Linked DNA regions of Cricetulus griseus: region 1 is linked to region 2. The links are chromatin contacts, called in public Hi-C maps. All regions are on one chromosome and are shown on one strand. Each heading gives the region's core, a stretch centred on a gene start, on an enhancer-like site or on the middle of the called end of the contact. The rest is flanking DNA. Distances are from core to core; before and after follow the strand shown.

What was found. A called contact is a pair of places that touch in the nucleus more often than the background predicts.
Region 1: a contact with region 2 is called in a Hi-C map of the CHO-K1 cell line, with 3 times the contacts expected there. The contact joins the promoter of Ddn here to the promoter of Ddx23 in region 2. A contact is called at or near these places in 2 of 8 Hi-C or Micro-C datasets (both in the CHO-K1 cell line).

What each region holds. Positions count from the first base shown.
Region 1 is chr2:395,275,512-395,282,604 of CriGri-PICRH-1.0, forward strand. It overlaps Ddn (dendrin), which reads right to left and starts at 4,915. Exons shown (of 1, transcript XM_035438821.1): 1 at 2,488-4,915. The coding sequence starts at 4,915. The coding sequence ends at 2,777.
Region 2 is chr2:395,147,349-395,154,516 of CriGri-PICRH-1.0, forward strand. Ddx23 (probable ATP-dependent RNA helicase DDX23) reads right to left here and starts at 1,588. Exons shown (of 17, transcript XM_027396463.2): 1 at 1,436-1,588. Rnd1 (rho-related GTP-binding protein Rho6) reads right to left here. Exons shown (of 5, transcript XM_027396471.2): 5 at 7,085-7,168.

The DNA.
Region 1 (7,093 bases), core at 3,665-6,164, 130 kb after region 2:
CAGGAACCAAACTCAGAACTTTGTATGTTCTAGGCCAGCATACTACCTCTGAGCCGCCCTCCAACCTTCCTCTCCCAGGGATGGATTGTGCTCCCTGGCCCCTTCTTTTTTGGATTCAGATCTTACTGGTCTGGGTTGGGCTGTTCTGGGCTGGAATTCACTATGTAAACCAGGCTGGGCTCAAACTTTTAACCATCTTCCTGCCTCTGCCTCCAGTTTACAGGAAAGTCCCACCATGCCAGGTGTCTTTCTCTTTCTTTTTAAAATATATGTTTATTTTTGCCTGGATGGCCTGGAACTCTGTAGACCATGCTGGCCTTGAATACCCAGAGATCCACCGGCCTCTGCCACCTGAGTGCTGGGATTAAAGGCGTGTGCCACCAGCTGTGTTCCTTTCTAATTTGTATATAACTGTCACCTCCTCTATGGACATTCCCTGGATCTCATAAAATTAGGGTCTCCCTTGATTGACTCCCTCTGGAACTTAACATAAGAGCCCAGTACTTCTTACTTTTATCACTTTGTCAGGTAGTCCTTGTCCTTTCTACCCTTGAGCTCAACCCAGGGACTCGTTCTTAGGGAGTGCTCAGTAAATCTGGGCTAGACTTGGCAGCAGCTAGAACTGCAGTAGAAAGTGGTAAGACCTTTAGTACCTTTGATCTTTGCCCAAGGTGACCTGGACTCCTTGGCCTCCTCCACCAAGAGCAACAGGAAATGTGTAGGTTACAGACAGGGGGGCAGGTGGATATTCCTGGGGAGCACTGACCAGTGAAAGCCGCGCCCCTAGACTTGGGAAACCCGAATGGGAGACCCTATTCCGCTGTGGACTGGGAGTCTTGCCACCCCCACCCCCTCTGCGTCCTGTCTCTGAGTCTCCCTGGGTGTGACGTCAATCTAGCTAATTGGAGACTAAAAACCTAAGTGGTTTGAGAGCAGTCTAAAGAGTTGCGGGATTCAGGATTGGCGGGATTCAATGGGAGTAGGGACAGAGGCGGGGCCAAGGGACGGGTTCGACCTGGCGACCGAGTCTGGGCGAAGCCCCCGCTTCTGCCCAGCCGGAGGCTAAATTTACCTAGGCTGACTCAGCCCTTGCCCGGAATGGGGGGCGGAGGGAGTGCACAGGGCAGAGGGAATAGTGGGCAGGGGTGGGGCGGGGGGCAAGGAAGGGAGAGTCGCAGCCAGGGAGACAGGCTGGGCCAGAAGTTTCCACCGGAGAGGAGTGCCCCCCCACCCCCGCCACAGCTAGCGGGAAGAAGTCGAGAAGCCCCAAGGGAGGGACAGGTGGGGCTGGGTCAGTAAGAGAGAGACTCCAGAGTTGCATAAAGGGAAGAGTAGTTTTATTGGGCGCCTACTATGTGCCAGGCACTGTACAAGGCGCCTTATATACATTACCGCATTAAATCCTCACAACAACCCTGCGAGGTAGGTGTTTATAAACCCCCATTTGACAGATGAGGAAACTGAGGCTCAGGGAGGTGAAGCGATTTGGCCAAAGGTCACATGGCTAGTAAATGGCAGACACAGAGGAAGTGCCCAGGGTTGGAAAGAAAAAAAAAGAAAAAAAAAGACTTAAACATCAGTCTTAAGCCTGTTGGCGTGGGATCAATACAAAGAAGGGCTCGGCGCGCCCCAGAGATCTGGGAGACCGGAGGCCTGCTCCCGGCCCCGCGCGCGGCTTGCGGCTTGGAGGTGTCAAGGCGGGAAACCGGCGCCCGGTAACTGGGGATCCAGATAACTGGCAGTGCTGGTGTAGGGGCACTCGAGCACCAGCAACCGGGGGAATCCGCGACCTGCGCGCGCCCCGTAGTGGCTCCAGCGAGTATCACACCCCACACCGACTGCTGAAGATCAGCCTTCCTCCTTGCCTGGCTTTTCTAGAAGAGATGCAGAAATTGTCAGGGTCCTATCAGGTGGGCGATACCGCCTGTGTGGGAAATCCCGGCAACACTTCAGAGCATCACTGAGGACACGGAGATTAGGAAAAGGGGAAGGCCTAAAAATGTCCCAAGCTGATTCATTGGCTACTTTCCTTCTCCAACTTGGCCCACCACAGGCCAGACGCAGTGGTAGGGCCATCATCCTGCTCTTCCTTGGGAAGCACTCACCTAAACTTCGGAGGTTGGGATAGAAGCCCTTTGTCCATTTAAATTTGAAAACCTTGACAGTCTTCTGAACTGAGGAAGAGTGAAGTGGATAAGAGCCCTCAAATCCTATTCATTTATTCCCAAAATTCCAGGGAAGGAAGAATGGGTGGCAGAAATCGCTCATTTTACATTTGCAGGAATCCGGGATGCTCGGGTCCAAACGGTGCAAACGTAGTTAGTCTAAGGTCCACCAGCAAGTCAGTGGCAGAGTAGGAACTGAAACTTGAGCCCTCTTTCCAGTTTGCTGGTTGTATATTGTATATGCATCCATTCCTTCTCTGCCAAAAGCCGCCCCCCCCCCCGTCACCTGATCACTCAGTCACTAGGTTCAAGGCCTCTCCATTACTTTTTTTCTCCTACCAGGGACCCTGACCTATGACTGCCTCTGCTCAGTTCTTCGAAGTGCTGAATGAAGCAGAGGTTGAATCCTACTCTCATCTCCCCTGAAGCTAATTCTTGGATTGGCGAGTGCTGCCTGGCCTCTCTTTCCTCTCCTTTCCTCTGTTTCAAGTGTGGGAACAGGTGTAGGTGGGGAAAGAAGAAAAGGGAAGCAAACGAAGCCTGTAGAGAGTAAAGGAGAAAGGTGAGCCCAAGGGTGGGCTGAGCCACATGAGAACAAAAAGGGGCATCGCTCACTCTCTCTCTCTTTTCCCCTGTGGTGTTTTCCTGATGTCCTCTCCGAAGAGGCCTTCTTCCTCAGTTTGACTAATGACATCTAGAACCTCCCGGATACTGTCACTCGGCTTGGCTGTCTTCCCGCCTTCCCTGGGCCGGGTGTTTCCAACCGCAGGCAGGGTCGTCTCATTCCGCCAGGAGGCGCCTGGGGCGTCTGTGTCGCTTCCATCAGAGGAGCCACTATGGACGCTCAGCTCCTCAGCTTCATCTGAGTCCGAATCCGGGGCAGTGTGGCGGCGGATACGGGACACGGCTTCCCGCAATGCCCCGGCGTAGGGTCCTGGAGTCCGCGCCCAGCCCCCGCCCGCGCGCCGCAGGACCCCAGCCGCTTCTGAGCCCTTCAAGCTGCCCGCGCATCCCGGAGCCGCTGGGCCTAAGGTTGGGTGCTCAGGGCTACCTGGCTGCGTGTGGACGACGTCTCGTAGGGTCACTTCGCCGACAGGGAACCCTAAAATGCGGGAGGTGCGGTCCTCCCGTGTAGAATCCCCCTGCTCTCCTCTCTCGGCTTCGCACTCGCTCCCCCCACCCGCCTGGTTGGAGATGCCACTGCTCAATGGTAGCTTTTGACAAGCTGAGGGATTGGCAGTGACCCCCTCACCCTCCTCCTGGCAGGGCTTGGGTTGCCTGGGGCTGTCGCTCACAATGCTTGGCTCCCTAGAGGGCAAGCGCTGCACCTGCTGGGTTCGAGGGGTCGGAACATACTGGGACTTTATCACCACGCACGTGGCATCAATGACAAAGATGCCGTCTCTACGAGAGGGGCCTCGGGAACTGCGGGGCAGGGTGTGGGCGCGGCGGGTCGCCTTCCAAACTTCCAGGGTCTCATGTTCTGTCCCCTCTCTTTGACCAAGGGATTCTCTCCACCCGGTGCCTCCAGGAGCCCAGGGTCTGGGGAGAGTCTGGCTATGCCTAACTGGAGGCTTCTTAGGGGAGGAAAGCCAACACTTAGGAAGCCAAATATGTTCACTTCCTTCTTTCCCTTCCCTGGAGCCCTTGAGGTGCTGCCTGGACCTAGGAGCAGGACATGGTGGGCTGTGGATCGTAGACCCAGCGGGAGCTGCCTCCGTGTCTGGACTGCCAGTCGCTTTGGCTTGGGGATGGCTGTAACCACCACTGTTCAGGCCAGCAGCAGCTAGGCCCGAGCTTTTCTCTATCGCCCCTTTGCAGGACTCTGACCCGGCTCTGGCCGCTGCACAGCCTGGAGCTCCTCCTAAGAGTCCCCGACCCTGTCTGAGACCCCAAGCCCCTAGAACATCCCGGTAGATTCGAGGATCCAGCCTCTTCTTCGTACGCCCTCCCTCTGTCCTGGCGGTGGCTGGAACTGGGGCTGACGAGGTGGACGCCCGGGAGAGCTCGGGGCCTCGCTTAGTCCCCAGGGTCCTGTGAGGGCCTTCATAAGAAGGTGGAGCCACATAGGGTGGCGGCCGGTCCCAGCGGCGTCTTGGGGCTGAGCCTGCAGCGCCTCTCAGCATCAGGTGAGCCTCGTAGCTAGGGGGCCCTGGTCTCCTACCTCCCCAGGGCCCCGCCCATGCCACCCCTGGGTCACTCTGCGGGAGCGCGGATGGACGGGGCACTCGCCCCACCTGTCCGAAGCGCTCTGGTCTGGAGAAAACTGGGAACCCTGTTGGTTGGGCCGCCCGAAGGGCGTTCCGGGGCTCTGGGCGGGGCTGACCTAGGGGACTCCGTCGGGCCCCGCCAGCCCTGCGCCTTTTTCTCTCGGTCTCCTTGGCCTCCCGCTCCTGCGACGCCGCCTTCCTTTTCTCCTGTTCCCGGGCTCGGACCTCGGCGAGGGGCCCCGCCCGCCAGTTGGTCGCCTCCTGCAGCACCCTGGTGGCCCAGGGTCGGCGGGGTGGCGGCTCAGGGGATCCCGGGCGCAGCCTACACCTGGGACAATGAGCAGGAACCCAGGTGAGCAGTTTGTGGGGAAAGGGAGCCGAGGTCCGGGGAGCTGGGAGTACTGGAGACCACTTGGGGCAGCCGTGTGGGAGGGTACGCGTGAGTGTGTGTGCCAGTGCACGTGCATACATGTTGGGGCTGAAGTCGAAATGAGACTCCTCGCCATTTCTCCATGCACACTTTACCAGCGACTGCCCCATCTCACCTCCTGCCCCTTTTCACTACCTCTTCTGTCCCCCTACACAGTCAGGCCCTAGTCCTGGACCAGTGGGGGGAGGAAGGCGCGGGAAAGAGAAGGGGCCAGCAGTAAACGCTGGTGCCAGCAGGGAGGTCTGGACCCCACTTCCCGCCCCACCACTTGCTGCCCCTCACCCCCTCCTTCACTCACGTGCGGCTCTGGGGCCCACGGGCCCAGTAGCTGGCCTGGATGTCCATGGACTGTCGAGAAGGGGCGCGACGACTATAATGACAGGAAATAGTCTTCACTTCAATCACCAACAGCTTGGACTTCTGCACCCAGAGGCACCTGCCCGACTCCTCATCCTGGAGCTCCCGGGGGCTGTCGGGCCCCTCGGAGAATAACGGGCCATCCAGCATCCTGCCCCACCCCACCCCCGGCCCCACCCTCCCACCCCGCCCCGTGAGCCCCTCCCCAACCCAGGGAGCCGGCGCCCACTGCAGAGCGGCAGGCCCAGGGACTGGCAACTATATATACCCGGGCACACGTGTGTGCCTGCCTGTATGTGTGTGTGTGTGTGTGTGTATGTATGTGTGTGTGCGCGCGCGTGTGCGCGCGCGCGCGCATGTGACACGCTGCCGTGGACGGCTCCGCGCTGCTACCTCCCCCATGTACACGGCCGCCCCCTGGGGCCTGGGATTGGACGCCCCTTCCCACTCACTGTTCAGGTCCCCCAAGCCTAATGGGACCCGCGAAATGGACGGGGGGGGGTGGGGTGGGGGGAAGACTTCTGATTCTTACCAAGCTTACTGTAGTGCCCCCTCCTCCAGCCCCGACTTCTGCTCCATGCCCGAAGTTTTAACCCTTTGCTTTCCTGCTTGTCAGGTTGCCTGACCACCAGTGAGTGATCTATCCCTGCCTGCCTGCCTGCCTGCCTGGACTCCTTTCTCCGACAGGGAGTGGTGAGAATAGAACTCAAGGTCTCTGCCTGCCACTCTCTGCTGGTTTCCATGGGGTTGGGGTGCAAGAGAGGCTGGCCCACAGCTGGGGGGGCGGGCTATTTTTAGCGTCAGTGGCATTCGGGTGCGGATGAGATGAGTAACCAGTTCAAGCAGTGGAGAGGCGGTCGGTCGCTTTCAGGAAGCTTTTGTGCGACTCTGGGGGACAGCTGCTCCCCAGCGCCGCCCCCCAGCAAGGTGGATCCTGTACCCTTTACTCCTCATCTTTTTCTCTGCTGATTGTAAGGCAGAACTAAGTCTGTCCTGGTCATCTAAGCAGCAGGACAACTCACACTCTAGATATGGATGCCCTTGGGCATGCTGGCTTCCCTAACCCAGAAGCCAGGATTCTAGGATTACACAGTTCTGTGCCCACACAGCTCTACCAAGCCTTATGTGGGGTGCAGATAGAGTGCTTATATACACTTGTGCCCTAACAGAGGGGGATGGAGGAAGAATGGTGTGCTCTTGTGGTACAGCTAAATCCCCTAGCAACAGAAAGGAAGAGTGGCCTCTCTTGCCTAGAATGGGGCCCCACTCAAGACTGTCTACTTCACTTGGCCACCCTCAAGTGCAGCTCACCTTTTGGGTTCACTCTGTTCTGGGGGGTTTTTGCTTGCATCCTCAGATTCCTCCCCCTAAGCCTGTACCAGGTGTCCCCTGATTCACCATGGTAATGTTAGTGGCAGCACAGCCCACGCCAGCCCTTCCATGCAGAGACTTAGCAACCATGCCTGGCAACCATGGCAGCAGCTCAGTGGAGGGGAGGGGTGCAGGGAAGGGGAAAGAGGGTGGCAATGGTTCCTGAGAAAGAAGGGACCAATTGCTTCTCCTGACTTTTAAGAACAGAAGCCTGGTTGCTTCCGAATTGTATCCCTTGCATCTTCAGCACTGTCCTCAGATGGAGACTTGGTGGGGGGTTTGGGGGAGTAAAAGGGAGAAACAAGAGATCCCAGTTTGTATCTCAGAAAAGTACATGGAACATTTGGGTACAGAGACTTCTTTTTAAGGGGACAGGGACCAAAAGGGTTGCTACAGGATTGAGACAGGACTCACTGAGGAAGAGGCAAGTAAAACCCGCCTGCTCTGTTGTCCCATCCACTCCCCCCTTGAGAGTCCTTGCACCTACCAGCTGCCCTGAAGACGGCTTCCAGGTGCTGCTTTCCACCAGGTCCACCAGACTTCCACAGCTTTTAAAGCCT
Region 2 (7,168 bases), core at 338-2,837:
AAGAGAACTGAAACTGACAATAAAAGCAAAATAAACTGTTAGGGTCCAGGGCAAAAGCACCTGAATTTCAACTTAATCTCACTGAGAACATTAAAAGAGCTTTTTTCCCCCCCCCCCATTAAAAGAGCTCTAAGTGCCGGGTGTTGGTGGCGCTCGCCTTTAATCCCAGCACTCGGGAGGCAGAGGCAGAGGCAGGCAGATCTCTGTGAGTTCGAGGCCAGCCTAGTCTTCAGAGCGAGTGCCAGGATAGGCTCCAAAGCTACACAGAGAAACCCTGTCCCGAGAGAGAAAAAAAAAAATTCCTGTGGTGACTTACAAGAAAGTGTGTGTGTGTGTGTGTGTGTGTGTGTGTGTGTGTGTGTGTGTGTGTGTGTGTGTGGTTTTTCCAGACAGGGTTTCTCTGTGCAGCGCTGGCTGTCCTGGAACTCATTCTATAGACCAGACTGGCCTCAGAGAGATCCACCTGCCTCTACCTCCCTGCTGGAATTAAACGTGTGCACCATCACCACCTGCCTGAAAACATTGCTTTTATTCTCTGTCTATTGATATCTAACTACAATATATATATATACATATATATGTATATAAATATATAAACTAGGAGAAATGCTAAGTAGTCTACGACTGAAATCTTAGCATTAGGAAGGTGAAGGTAGGACTAAGTTCAAAGTCAGGACAGACTAAGCTGCATACTGAGTTCAAGGCCAGCTTGACCTACAAGAGACCCTGTCTGCAAAACCAAAAATGCAAATATAGGCAATGATTATAGAAGACCCTGGCTGTGCTTCCCAGTTCTGCTGTAGGGCAAAGGCGAATTATTTTCATTTAACTGTTGCTACTATATGTAAGACTCGGTCCTAGGCCCTGTGGTAGTTACAAAATGAAATTCTGCCCACAGGAAGCAGAAGGCATGAGACACGCCAAGGTAAAGACTAATCAGATAAGTATTGCGAGAATCCAAAGTAGCAGTTTCTTTCCATTCGTAAGAGAGGATATGGAAGGATCCACGGAAGAAGTGTATCCTGAGCATTTGAAGATGAGGGTGAGGGTTAGAACTAATTTCCGGCAAAAGCAGTAATACTGGCGACGCCGTAGCGGGAAAGCACAGACTGGTTTCTGGAAGTACATCAGAGGTCCAGTCTGGTTGAAGTAAAGGATCAGGAATAAAGTCAGACTGAGGTATAGCAAGCGCGATGTCCATGGGCCAAAATCTTGGCTCATAACATCGTCCTGGAGGTGGCCTGTGCCCCAGACAGCCAACACTGCTCCTGGGGCCCGCGCCCCTTCGCTCCTGACCGCCAGAGCTTCCCGGGCTCGTGCCCCTTCCCTGAGGCGTTCTTCCCCGTCTGGACCAAGAAGCGGAAGCCAGGGCTATCTCCCCGCTCTCGCCCACTTTCCAAACTCATAGGAATCACCTCCGCCGCCCAACACTCACCACCCCGCGTCTGAACCGCCTAACGCGGCCTCAACGTCGCCGAGCAGTCGCCATCTTTCGCGTTTCCTGATCGCGGAGGAGCACCCTGGCCGCGCGGGTAGCCGGGAAGGCGAGTTCCTGGGCCCGCACCGCGCGAGCTGACGAACGGGCTCCAAAAACTACCAATCCCAGAATGCACGCGAGAGGGCCCCGAGCCACAAGGTCTTCTGGGTAGTGTGGTCCGCGAAGGTTCGGTTTCTGTGGGAGAAAGAATTTTCCAAGTGTTGTCTTCCCAGCCTGCAAGGTTCTCTTGTGGCTCAGGCTCTCTGGAATCTTCTAGTAGACACTGGAGTTAATCGCAGTCATAGCTGGCAGCGAGGGAATTTTTGCGGCAACAAGTAATTTACTGTTTTTTAAAAAATGTTTTTATAAAAATCGCGAGAGAGATTATTGCCTCCCTTTTACAGCTGGATGAACTAAAAGTTAGTTAACTGGAGCAGCCTATGAAGGTAGTACAGTTTTCATGGTAGAACTACCCCAATCGTAGGAAGGTATTTTAACAATCTTGAGCCCCAGCCCCAGTAGGGTGAATTCCTTAATGCTCCAAGCCCCCCCCCCCAATAAATAATAAACCGACATTCCAAAGACTTCCCAGGAAGGACTTTCTCCTAAACTCTTACTGCTGACTCAACATCCCAGATGGGACCCACGAAAATTATTTTCTTCAGGATCATTTGGGCTGTTTGGGCCACTTGTTATTGTTGGTTTCTTCCTTCAGGTTCTCCCTCCATCGGTCCACTGAATTTTTCTTCTAATCACATACCCACTTTCTTCCTTTTTGGTTCAAACTGCACCATCAGCACCCGCCAAAACAAAATGAAAGTTGTACCTGCTAAGATGGCTGAGAGAAACTGGGGTACCCAGCACTTCCTTAAACAACATTTCCCCATCAACTTTGCTTTAATCCCACAGAGTTGTTGGCCTGGTTTGCCTTTTTATTTGTTTATTTTATTTTTATTTAATGTGCATTGGTGTTTTGCCTGCATGAATGTCTGTGTGAGGGTGTCAGATCCCCTGGAACTGGAGTTACAAACAGTTGTAAGCTGCCATGTGGGTGCAGGGAATTGAACCTGGATCCTCTGGAAGAGAACCCAGTGGTCCTATGGCTGAGTCATTTATTTCTCCAGCCTCCAGTCTCTTTTTTTTTTTTTCACTCTATATATTCTTTCTGTTCTCAAACAGGGTCTCTGAATATATCCCAATCCAAAATCTCAGCTTCACAGACAGTGCTCTGTGTAGTTTAGGAGACTTTAGGAGAGCTCTAGTAACCTTATACATTGCAACTTCTAGCACAGGGAGGGCTCAGTCAGTCTGAGATCTATTGGGAATAATGAACACTAGAGGGCTCTCCACTCACAGACTGAAACCCTAATGCAAAAAAAAAAAAAAAAAAAAAAAAAAAAAAAAAAAAAAAAAAAACCCTACAGACCAAAGGTGGCTGGGAGTTTTAGAACCCTTCAGCTGTTGACAGTCTTCCTAATGCCAATCCCTTCCAGCTCTGGCTAGACACTTAGGCTGCTTGTCTTACTCAGTTGTCATATCAGTATGACATGGGCATCCTTTGGTTTTACTGATAAGGAGTGTGGCCTAATACCTATGCCTTCCAAGCCCACAAAGTTAAAATATGGAGATCTGATTTCCTCAGGTTTGTTTGATTTGAGAGTTCCTATCATTCCCTATTTTCAGAATACTATAATAATAATGATGATCTCTTTAGATTTGTTTAATTTTATGTGTATGGATTTGTTTGTTGTTTTTATTTATTTTTTGTTTTGTTTGGTGTGTGTGTGTGTGTGTGTGTGTGTGTGTGTGTGTGTGTGTGTACACCACGTTATACCTGGGACATAAGGAAGCCAAAAGAGGGTGTCAGACCTCTGGGACTGGAGTCACAGATGGTTATGGTTATAAGCTGCCATGTGGGTGCTGGGAATCAAACCCAGGTCCACTAGAAGAACAGCCAGTGCTCTTAACTGCTGAACCATCTCTTCAAGCCCTAAATGAACAATTTTTAAAGAGTAAATTGAGACTCAGAAAGATGAAAAGACTCATCAGTGACAATTCCCTAGTACTCTGTACTCTCTTGACACATGCAAGGAAGACACTGACCTTCAAGACACTTGTTGACTTTGCTCTTCTAGCTCTCTCGAAAACATTTATTCTTGTGATTAAGGACATAAAGACTAATGCGGGAATGTTTGTATTGGGTGTGTGTGCAATGAGTGTTCATGTGTGTGGGCACAGGCTTACCACTGTGGGAGGTCACATGACAATCTGTAGTCTCAGTCCCTACCTGTCACCTTCTTTCTACCTCCCATCTTGCTGAGGAGCCCTGGGATTTATAGACATTCGGCATATACAGCTTCATATGGGTTCAAGGATTTGAACCCATGAGTACCACTCATGTTTGCCACTCTCCAGCCCCCAGATTATATTTGGTAAGTATCAAAGCTAGTCTCCTATTTAGCCACATGGCTAATAATAAGGGGTATGTGCAATATGGTTAATAGTGAGATTTGGTTTGAATGCTAACTAAGTATGCTATTCTGCTTGTTATATAGTATACACATTAAATGCATATTATATAACATGCATATCATTAAAACATAATTACATAATATATTATATATACTGTATAATATGCATATTGTTGTATATTATATAGGCTTTTCTATTTCCTCACTTATAAAACAGAAATAAGAATATTCCTTGTCTTACAAGATGGGCTAGCAAGGCAGTTAAAAGTGCATATTCTGCCAGGCATGATGATGCGTGCCTGTAATACCAGCACTTGTGAGGTGGAGGTACAAGTATCAGGGGTTTAAGGTCACTCTTAGCTACTAAGTAAGTTCAAGGCCAACATAAACTATATAAGACCCCTGGTGGTGGTGGTGGTGGTGGTGGTGCACACCTTTAATCCCAGCACTTAGGAGACAGAGACAGACGGATCTCCCAGTTCCAGGCCAGCCTGGTCTACAGAATGAGTTCCAGGACAGCATGGGCTACACAGAGAAATTCTGTCTCAAAAAACTAAAAACAAAGCAAACGACCCAGATTGAACTCTTGCCCTCCTCACAAAATAAGTAAATAAATAAGCATATTATGTTGCCAGATACATGACAAGTGCCAACTGCTCAGGAGGCTGAGTTGAAAGGATCATGTAAGCCCAGAGTGTGAGTCCATTCCAGGCAATTCAACAGAGCACTACCTCAGAGAGAGCTCTAGAGAGCAAGACTAAAAGCGAGAAGCTGGGAAAGAGGAGAAAGGACAGATGGAAAGAGAAGCAAAAGAAAACATGTTTCAGTGCACATTTAAATGCCAGGCTTGGTAGGCAGACATTGTGGCACAGCCCTGCAATCCCTGCAATCCCAGCAATCCCAGCACTTGAGAGGTAGAGGCAGAAGGATCAGCTCAAGGTCATCTCCTGATATGTAGCAAGTTTGAAACTATCCTGGGTCTCAGCAGTGGGGCATGCTGGTGCATACCTTCGATATCAGCCCTCAGGAGGCAGATCTTTGTGACTTCCAAGTCACCTGTGGTTATACAGTGAAACCCTGTCTCAAAAAAATGTTCTAGAGCCAGACTTCCTGAATTTATATCTATGTTTGTTTTTGTTTGGTTTTTGAGACAGAGTTTCTCTGTGTCTCCCTGGCTGTTCTGGAATTTACTCTGTAGACCAGGCTGGCCTGGAACTGGGAGATCCGTCTGTCTCTGTCTCCTAAGTGCTGGGATTAAAGGTGTGCACCATCACGGCCCAGCTGTATCCATGTTTTAATACTCCACATGCATGGTTTGGGTATATGAATCTCTCTGGACCTCCTTGCCTGTATAATGAAATAGGTAATAACTGAAAAGCTTATCACAGAATATAAAGTGCTCTGACACATAGCAAGCATATAACAAATATTAACTAGTTTTGTTTTATGAGGTTAAATTTGATTATTTAAAGCAGATGCATAGGATGGGGCTGGAGAGGTGGCTCAGCAATTAATAGCATCTTTCAGAGGACCTGACTTCAACTCCTGCCACCCACATCATACATAGGGCAGCTCATAATTAACTTTTAACTCCAGCTCCAGAGGGTCTGATGCCTCTGGTCTCTAAGGGCACCTGCATTCACACATGAACACACCTATACACAGACACACATACACACATGAATGAAAATAAAAAGATCCAGGTGGGGTGGCACACACCTATAATCCCAGCATTTGGGAGGCAGAGGCAGGTAGATCTCTTATGAGTTCGAGGCCAGCCTGGTCTACAAAGCAAGTTCCAAGACAGCCAAAGCTGTTACACAGAGAAACCCTGTCTCAAAAAGAGAGATAGAGAGAGAGAGAGAGAAAGAGAGAGAGAGAAGAAAGAGAAAGAAAAAGAAAAGTATTTTTTTTCAAAAGCAGAGGCATAGTAACTTCTTTTAGAGACAAGGTTTTCCTACACCATACCCCACTGTCCTAGAATTCACAATTCTCCTGCCTCAGCCCCTCAAATACTGGGATTCCAAGTACGCACCATAGTCATAGCAACTTTTTTTAAAAAAGATTTTTAAATTTTATGCATATAGGTATTTTGTCTGTATCGCATGCATGCAGTATCCATGGAGGCCAGAAGAGGGCATAAAATCCTCTGGAACTGCATTTACAAACAGTTGCCAGTCACTGTGTGGGTGCTGGGAACAGAACTGGGTCCTCTGTAAGAATAAGAAGTGTTTTTAAACCTTGGGCTATCTTCCCCGTCCCCATAATAACTTTTAATTTCTATTACTATTCTATGAACCTTGGAAAAGAGCTATAAGAGATGTTAAAACTCCTGAGCTACCATCAATGAACACTAGAATTGGAAAATCAATAACAAAGAGCACCTCTCCTTGAACACAGGAAATGGTAACCCCAGGAGCTTTCAATGGGCTTTGAACTAGCCTATGTAGCACCTGCTGGGAGTGGGACTCAGCATCTTGAGCCTCTATTTGAGGTGAGCTTTCTTTCTTCTTCAGTGTCTGTAGGGCAGTGGTTCTCAACCCCTTAGTGGTCACACATCAGAGATCCTGCACATCAGATGTTTACATTGTGATTCCTAACAGTAGCAAAATTACAGTTGTGGGAGAGCAACAGAATAATATGGGTGGTTCCCACCAAATGAGGAACTGTATTAAAAGGTCTCAGTGATAGGAAGGTTGAGAACCACAGCTCTAGGCCAATTGTCCTCAACAGGAAGTGATTTCATCCAGAGGACATTCAGCAATATCTAGAGACATTTCTGACTGTGACAACTGGAGCATGCTACTCTCATCCAGAACCAGGGACACCCAGGCTGCTGCTGAACATCACACACTACAGAGGACAGCCCCTTACAAAAAACTATTCTCCTGTCCAGTGTCAGCATTCTGAGCAGCAGAAGCCCTAACCCAGGGCTAAGGAGCTCTTCTTTGACTTAGGAGGGTGTGAGTGGGATTGGGACAAGTGGGACAAGGTGCTAGGGAACCACGGAGACTGCCACTCGAACCTACAGAACAGCATTCAAAACAGCATTCCCCTGATCATCAGTTACCAAAAATCAAAGAACAAAAACAACCAACTTCTTCATATGTTATATTTCATTAATAAATAGGTTTTCTTCTTTAAACACAGAACATATAACAGATTGAAACACTCCCCCCTCCCCCCAATTCCAAAGACAAGTCTATAAAACAAATACCAA